3 separate regions of the Zea mays genome follow, and all the other regions are linked to region 3. A link is a contact called in public Hi-C data. All regions are on one chromosome and are shown on one strand. The core of a region is the stretch at or near the end of the contact, and the rest is flanking DNA. Distances in the headings are between cores, read along the strand shown. Region 1 holds the start of LOC103640910. Region 2 overlaps LOC100191488. Region 3 holds the start of LOC103640914 (NAD(P)H-quinone oxidoreductase subunit U chloroplastic).

Evidence for each region. A called contact is a pair of places that touch in the nucleus more often than the background predicts.
Region 1: a Hi-C map of ear shows a contact between it and region 3, with 3 times the contacts expected there. The contact joins the promoter of LOC103640910 here to the promoter of LOC103640914 in region 3. A contact is called at or near these places in 13 of 25 Hi-C or Micro-C datasets (ear, endosperm, leaf and 4 more) and 1 of 3 datasets of contacts at active chromatin or transcription factors (leaf).
Region 2: a Hi-C map of tassel shows a contact between it and region 3, with 2.3 times the contacts expected there. The contact joins the enhancer-like site here to the promoter of LOC103640914 in region 3. A contact is called at or near these places in 5 of 25 Hi-C or Micro-C datasets (ear, endosperm, leaf and 2 more).

What each region holds. Positions count from the first base shown.
Region 1 is chr10:18,444,341-18,447,040 of Zm-B73-REFERENCE-NAM-5.0, reverse strand. LOC103640910 reads left to right here and starts at 1,257. Exons shown (of 1, transcript XM_020546023.3): 1 at 1,257-2,406. The coding sequence starts at 1,408. The coding sequence ends at 2,139.
Region 2 is chr10:18,377,905-18,380,604 of Zm-B73-REFERENCE-NAM-5.0, reverse strand. LOC100191488 reads left to right here. Exons shown (of 12, transcript NM_001136920.2): 11 at 656-769; 12 at 846-1,190. The coding sequence ends at 911. Among protein-coding and RNA genes, the nearest start is that of LOC100191488, 14 kb to the left of the region's middle. Within about 2 kb of position 1,439, at least 10 of the 20 cell types and tissues checked have an H3K27ac peak or open chromatin away from gene starts, as enhancers often do. A contact at or near this core is called in ear and tassel, where this site is marked.
Region 3 is chr10:18,758,352-18,761,051 of Zm-B73-REFERENCE-NAM-5.0, reverse strand. LOC103640914 (NAD(P)H-quinone oxidoreductase subunit U chloroplastic) reads right to left here and starts at 1,401. Exons shown (of 5, transcript XM_008664356.3): 1 at 963-1,401; 2 at 370-431. The coding sequence starts at 1,293. It overlaps LOC100276490, which reads right to left. Exons shown (of 6, transcript NM_001150264.2): 5 at 2,377-2,634; 6 at 1,839-2,186. The coding sequence ends at 2,113.

The sequences.
Region 1 (2,700 bases), core at 8-2,507, 310 kb after region 3:
CGGTCCTGTTTGTTCCTCCTAGATTATGATGTGTTTAAATACACTAGAGCTAATAGTTAGTGGTTAAAATTAGTTGGAGACATCCAAACACACCCTAGCAGCTATTAGCTAATTTTAGTAAATTAGTTATTAGTTAGCTAACTATATATTAGCTAGCTAGTTTCACTAGTAATTTTTTGTCAAATAGCTATTAGCTCTAGTGTATTTAAACACCTCCTATATAAGTTAGATTATGATTAAAGAATATAAAGACAAAATGTCACTTTTGAATCACAAATAAGCTAAAATAAGTGATATTTTACATTTATACTTTTCCATTATAATCTAATTTATATAATCTAGGAGGGAAATAAACACACACTAAGGGCTAGTTTGGAAATTTATTTTTCCAAGGAATTTATATTTTTCAAGAAAAAATAAACTAATTTTTGTTAGAAAAATGAAAATCTCTTAGAAAAATGTGGTTCTCAAACTAGCCAAAGGGGTGTTTTCTTTGCCTCATCCACCGCTGGTTCCAGTATTAATGGCTCATGAAACTCTAGGATGGGGAGGTTTTTTTCTTTCTTTTTCCCCAGTATTATGTGAAGCAGTCACTCATTATGAAAATACCGGTATTACTGCACTGATAATTTTTCAGAGAAATAAAACCCTTCTTTTTTTCCGGAGGAATGGATCAAAGGATGGATGCAGTGAAACATAGAGTGCTGCAGAAGGGGAGAGAGATCTCATGACAGTTTCACCTCTCGTGAGCAAAGTAAAATTAAACCCTGCCTTTGATAAGGGTGAAAGGCTGACAGCAGCAGCGAGTGAAAGAGATGAACTTTTTAGTCTAGTCCACTCTGCCCTGCCTGCACATGTCGGCGCCCTAAAGGCCTAAACCCCTGCCCTGCTCTCTCACACACACATGTCGTCACCCCACAGGCAAACCGCAATGGACCACAGCTTAAACATCGCTGTGATGCTCATGCATGCAGGGGTTAACAACTCTTTCTGACCATGATGCAAAGACGCTGTTACCTTCATAACCTAGTGCTGCCAAGGACAAGGGTGGTGGTGGTCAGTGGTTCCAGTTTTCCCATGCGATGCCATTCATTCACTGCTGCAGAGACTGCAGCAGTTATATATATATATTGTCTTCGCACTCATCCATCCGTGCTAGATAAAATAGTGCTGCAGATGCAAACCAAAAAAAAAAGAAGAAAAAATCCATTTGATTGATAGAGAAACACGAAGCAGCCCTTTAATCTGCTCGCTTTCTCTTTCATCCATGCCTGCCCGGCTGCCCCTCCCCTGCCCTCATCATGGCTCCGCTCCCTTCCCTTCTCCCTTTATCGTCTCGTCTGCATGCACCATCGCCGCAGCTAAAGCTTGCTCCTGCCGCCGCGCCCGCGCGCGAGGGGTTCCTTGATGCCGCCCAGCTCCCAGATGGTGGCCATACTACAACTCACGCTCCTACTCATTTCATGTAGCCTTTACAGCATGCTGCATTCTTCTTCTTCTTCTTCTCCTTCCTCCTCCTCCTCCTCCTCCTCCTCGGCACCGTCCTCGCTCGCGTTGCTGGTGCTGCTGGTCGTCTCCACCTGCCTCTCCTTGCTCTTCGCCAGCCTCAAAAGGCTACTCAGAGACACCACCGCCCACAGAGGAGCTAACAACAGGGCGCCAGCTCCTTCCATGGAGGAGGCTGCGGCTGCGGCTGCGGCTGTGTTTCCGGAGAAGAGCGTTGTGTCGTCGTCGCCACTGCCACAGGACGAGGCGGCGGAGGATTTCACGGTGGGCGGGAGCGGAACAAGCCCGTCAGATTCTTCGGAGTGCGCGACGACCAACGACGACGAGGACGAGGGCACCGAGGAAGAAGGCTCGGTGTCAGACGAAACCGACGCCGACAACGACGACGACGACGACGACGAGAGCCTCATTGAGATCTCCCTTGTCGACGGCCACTACGTGGGCTCCGAGCAGCGCCGCGCGTACAACTGCAACTACAAGAAGGACCTCCTCGCGGACCTGCTGCCGGACTTGCTGCTCGACAGGAGAGACTTCATCTTCGACATCTTGTCGGAGATCGGCGAGGAGGACGACAGCCTGATCGAGATCGACCTCGCGAGAGGCTCCATCAAGTGCGACGTCGTCAAGGCGTGAACATGAACCGTGTGTCTGAAACCTCCCGCTGCATGCATTAATTTGTTCAAAGCTCTGGTCTCTCTCAGGTGCCCCTCTTTGCGAGAGCTAGCTTATTATGCATGTCTTTTCTTCGTGGTGGTGGTGGTGGTGAAGCCTTGTTTTGTCTTGTACTCTGTTTCGCAAAATACCACCGCAGCAGAAATAACGTGATTAATTGCACATATTTTGCTCAAACGAAATGTATTCTTGGTCTTTCCGCGCATTCAATAGATGGTAATTGTGTCAGCACTGCACGTTTGTTTGTGTGTGTGTGTTTTTTTACATTGATCTGGATGTAGTTTGTGGGGTAATTATGCCATGCGAAAAGACTAAACTGCTTGGGTTAGTTGGTGTAGAGATAGGGTCAACTTTTTCTGTCCTTCCGAATCAAAAGCTCAGGACCAATTGTTTAGCTTGTGCGGCAGAGTCCGTCCCTCCCTTCTTCTTTTTTTACAATTACAAAGTTTGGTTCTTTGAAAAATCCCAAAGAGGTTGGGATCTTTATGATGATTCGGGCCTCTATCATTAGCATCAGCACTC
Region 2 (2,700 bases), core at 190-2,689, 380 kb after region 3:
TTCAGCAAACAGTTCTATAAATGTTAGTGGTGCAGCAAGAAACTGAGCTTTTCTTATCGTGGAAAATCTTTAATCAACCTTCCTGATATTGTGAGGAGTCAGGAATGCTTCTATACTTGGTACTAGTATAAATTATTTGCTCATTAGGTGGTGTGTGTGCATGACGTATTGACGTGCACTCAGGCACCCACACCTATCTCAGCGACATTATATCAATCTTCAAGATAAGCTGATTGCCTCAATTTAGATGATATGTGTCTATATAACGAAAGCTAGAGATACTATTTGTTTGAAGTTAGATTAATTGGTGAAAGCTAATCTCTAATGAAACTTTATTATCAACATAGGCAGCCCACGGCAACAAGTCTGAGTTGCACATTAGGCTGCAGCAGGCTTGGCCGCAATGCCAACAGATGGGTTTTCCATCAGTTTGGGTTTCTGATGTTCTTCCTATTTGGGAACCCATTTAGATTTTGACCATGCTTGCTGTTGTTTTTCTTTTTGTGGTTTTATCTGCAATGGCTTACTGTTCAATGAAAGTTTAACCTTACATTCTCTTTTGTTGTTTACTACACAATAGCTGTTTCATATTCTTCAATCCGTTCAAACCTATTTGCGTTTTCTGCTCTTACGATGTTTCCTTTGCTATTGATAGACTTTGCAGCATGTCCTGTGTACCAGCACTGAGGACAGTCCGCAGACGAATCCAATAATTGGTCGCATTGATCGGAAGTCAGGGCATGGAGCTGGCAGGCCAACTCAAAAAATGGTTTGTGCAACTGCTGCTAATACTCCTTCGGTTTACACTCAATAGTTTATTTGATATACTGCCTTATAAATTTCAGATTGACGAAGCTGCAGACAGATATAGCTTTATGGCAAAAATGTTAGGGGCTTCGTGGACTGAATAGTGAATTTTGTCCAGCTTAGTGTGGAGATGGTGAGCAAGATTACTCTATGCAGTCAAAGTAAAGTGGCTGTAAAAGTTATATTGCTTATGTTTTGCTCTTGCTTGGATGATCATCCACCAAATAGTATAGTGTTTATGCTTCGGTTTGAGATAAGGGTTCAGGGAGCATTGTCATGCTTGGCGTTGGTGCACCATTTCTTTCATATATATCTTTTGATTGTTAAATTTTATACGTTACTACTTCATTGATTCTAAATTATAAGATGTTTTGGTTTTTTCAGATATATTGTTTTTGTTATGCTATATTGCTATGTATACTATATGTCTAAAAGAAAGGTGAATTGAGATTTTTTCTTTCTTTCATAAATTGAAAACTAATATCAAGCTGAATTTCAGCGTGTTTCTATCTATCGAACAACTAAAAGGTTTTGTTGTTATGGATGGTTGGGGTACTACAGTACCCACAGTGCTACAGTGCGTCGGGCATGGTTTCGTGCTGCAGTATCTCGTGCTACATTACCCGCGTCTACTGTTCATGGGTTAGGGTTGTACGTGACGGGAGGGAGACGTCTTGTCGGCGGAGGTGAGGAGGCTGTATAGGGCGCAAGGCGTCATGGCTAATCTAGAGAGAAGTTGTGGCTAAGGGGTTAGGAGGCGGTTGCACAACTTTGTCTACGGTTGGCAAGAGAGATTGGATTTCCTTCTAATATCTTTTTACCTTCAATTGATACGATCTCTCCTTATATAGAGAGTTAGGATGTGTTTGGTTTGAGGTTAAAGTGGGATAAGGTCCGGGGCAACACCGTTCCCTCGATTTTTTGGGATCACGCCATCACAAAAAACTATTTCGGGGTTTACCTCGCCTCTACGTGACTCTCAACTAAACACTATTGAAATTGTGGTCGCCCCCTTCCATTCCTCTATGTATATTCAACTAAACACAACCTTATTTGACCCCCAAAGCACTAGATTTAGTCTTATCTCTAATTTTAATCTTATCACAAACTAGTCTATCTTTATCTAAACAACCTAAGAGACGTGCTACAGTGTCGCTGTTACTGTAGCTGCCCTCTTGGGCACTGACACTACACTCTTCTTGGACAAGCATGTCATCCTTGAGTTGCAACCTAACGATGATGCTAACAATGACTCATCTAGACATAAACCTAACACATAAAAATAAGACTTTTACATCTTGACTTATTTTTATTATTTTAAATCTGAATGTGACTATGACTTTATTTTTGACCCCTTAAGATAAGGCGGACACCCTCTGCGCATTGGACTTACACGTGCGCAGCCACCCATGGACGTCATCTGGACGAAAGGGGAGCACATAGATGGCCATCTGGAGTAGATCGCAACAATGACCAACGGAGGCGCTCACGTGGCGACCGATAGCGGAATGTGGTGGCGCTAAGCGGTGTGTCCTTGCCAATGATGTGGGGAGCACCTTCCCTACCGCCGCTGCCGTAGAGTTGAAGTTCGTCGCCCGCGGGACACGAACCATGCTCGCACTTGGAGACAGCAGATCGATGTGGTTGCTGATGGTTGTCCGATAGGGCGAGGTTGCGCCCGTGTGTGCCGAGGTCAACCACCACCAAGATTGTCTTGAGCATCTGCTGGGCAGCCGCTGCAGCCGCCAACGCACTAGGAGGCCACGCGTTGTAGCCTGCAACCGCATAACCACCAACGTCTAGTGCTGTGCGGCCAACGCCGGCTGCCGCTCACGTTGCTCTGCTGCCTTGATCTGCAGCAACCACTGCTCAACCACCAGAAGCGTGGTTTGC
Region 3 (2,700 bases), core at 152-2,651:
TTATTGTTGGGTACCAACTTGAGTTTGCAAAAATTTGCCGGTCTTTGCATCTACCAGGTACTTTGTTAATGCCATTGTATTGATATGCATAATTGCATACTATTTCAGCGGTAGGCCAATAGCACAGTGGTATGGAGATTGTTTAGCCTCATTATTTAACTGGTCAAGGTGAAAGGGCCTCTACCTGAGTTGATTAGGTGGTCTAAATAACACTCCTCAGATATTGAATTGAACTCTAGCAAATTTCAAGCTGAGGCTGAGTGAGAGGGTCTTCTTCTTAATGCAAATACCGAAGGAGTCTAGAGCTAAAGCTCATGGGATCCTTTAAAAGAAAGAAAAGAACTACACTTGTGGACAATTTCAATCTACCTCATCAGTAGAAGCTAGCCTGGTGACTCCAAGCCTCCCATAGTGGTCAGCATCTGTAATTGCTGCAAGTTTGGGGAAATATTGTTCAATATACAACAGTAGTGTGCAAAGCAGAAACATCCTCCAGGCATAACATTGTGGCTTAATTAACTTCCTGCACAAGGGAACTTACAAATGCCATTATATCACACTATATATCCATGTGGCAACTCACTATACATTTAACATAAATTAATCATCATCCAAAGTTATCCACTACATGAAATCCTACAATAATTGAAAAGGGGACTAAAACAATATCGGTATACAGACACTTCAGCATGCTACACCAAACAAACATCATCCAGTGCAAATGAATTATCAGTAAGCACTATACGGACATCCACCCTCCCTTATTTTTTCACCGAGATACTTTACACTTTTCGTTGCCGCATAACATTGTAACCCTGTTAGAATCTAAAATATAAATGCTTCAAATAAAGCGCCTCAGTCCCCAAACTGAAAATTTCTAAGCAGCTTGGCTTCACCCAATTCACATGCCAACAACAACAACAGATGAGTCGAACGCGTCAAATGAATCAAGAAAGACGCACCGAGGCCGCGCATCGCCTTCTGCACGTTGTCCGCGGAGATGAGCGAGTAGGGCGGCCGCGTGGAGGTCGCGGCGCCTCCGGCAACGTCTGTGCCAGCGTCGGGGTCCCCCTCCAGCTCCGCCACCGCAGAGGCACCCTCCGAGGCCGCGGCCCCGCCATCGGCAGCGGCGGCGCACCGCGTACGGCACGACGCCGCGGCGGCGGCGAGTCCGAGTCGGGTGGAGAGGCGGAGACGGCGGGGGGCCAGTGTGGAGTACGTGGAGGAGGAAGGAGATGCGGCGGGCGCGAAGACGTGTGGCGCCGGAGGGGAGGGGATGCCGACGGCGGCCATGGCGGAGACGAGGATGGGAGTCTGGGACTGGGAGGAGCAGAGCGCGGGAGATAAGGGAGGAGGGGATGGAAATAAACGATTTCAACTTTTCCCTTTTTCTTATTTCGCATCTTATTTAATTTTCAAAGTTACATGCAATAAATAAAGTTGAATGCGAAGTCTTTGGACCATGTCCGCCACTGCAGCTGCATTGTCCAACACTGAACCGCTGCATGCCTGCAGCGCAGTGTTGTAATCTGTTTACTGCCAGGTGGTTTAATTCAACTGGTTGGACCTAGCCAGGCGCTAGCTCGTTGATTCACTTGTCTAAAATTTGGCTGTTTTTTTCAATGTCTCAGTCTAAGGCTGTATCCAGCAGCAGATGGTGCGTATAAATGTTCATGCAAAACAATCCTTTATATTGTAAATAGTGCTATTTGTAGAATAAAGTTTTCAACAGGATGTGAGATAGAATGAGATAGGAACTCAGATAACCTAAACGGTTGATGAGAGGTACTATCACGGAAGGCGCCATAGATATGGAGTTTACTTCTCAAACCAATTCCTTTCAAATCTAGTAAAATTAAATTTCTTGTTTGGATCCTTCAAATCTGAGACAGTACAAAATTTAGCAAAACTGCAAAAGTACATGCTCATGTCCCACAAGACCCGAAGGCATCTTGTAAAGGGAGCTACAAAACTACGAGCACTGAGGTGAAAGCTGTTATTCATCAACTGTGAACTTTCAAGTTAGATCAGGGATCTCCAACCACACAGAAGACTGAAGGCCATGACTTGCACAAGGGACCCAAAACCAGTGGTCGCCAAAAATCCAGTCTCTCATAGTGGTAGCTGCATCTTCTTAAAAACAATTATAGCGATAATTGGACCTGCAACATCTCCCAAGGCACAACCTGCAAGATATAAAAAAAAAGTACAGTTAAGCGATGTTACTTTGAACTGACGCTAATGCACTGACCTTATTCTGCTAGCTCAAAGTGAAACTTTAAAATATATATGTATTCCTATTAAATGAATGCTTGCAAAAGTATTGTGTAGTGTCTTAGTATATGCACTCAAGACAGAAGGGAAATTATGACTCACCCAACCATTGTCCATGCACTGGATGCACGAGGGCACCAATGCCTGCTCCAGCTGAGGCCAAAACCAAAGAGAAACAACTTTTGATGGTAATCCCATAAATCTTCCTCCCAAACAATCTGAATTTATTCATATCGTCAAACTGTTCATTGCCGTCGCTTGATAGTGCTTCACAGTCCTCACTAGGCTTACGGATGAAACATCTGTATACTTCAATTATGGATTGCACTACCCAAGCAGCGGTTATTCCCAGTGCATGTGCTGTCCAAACAAAAAAGTTGAGAGAACTCTCAATGGAAAAAGAAGAAACCCAATACAAGCAAATCA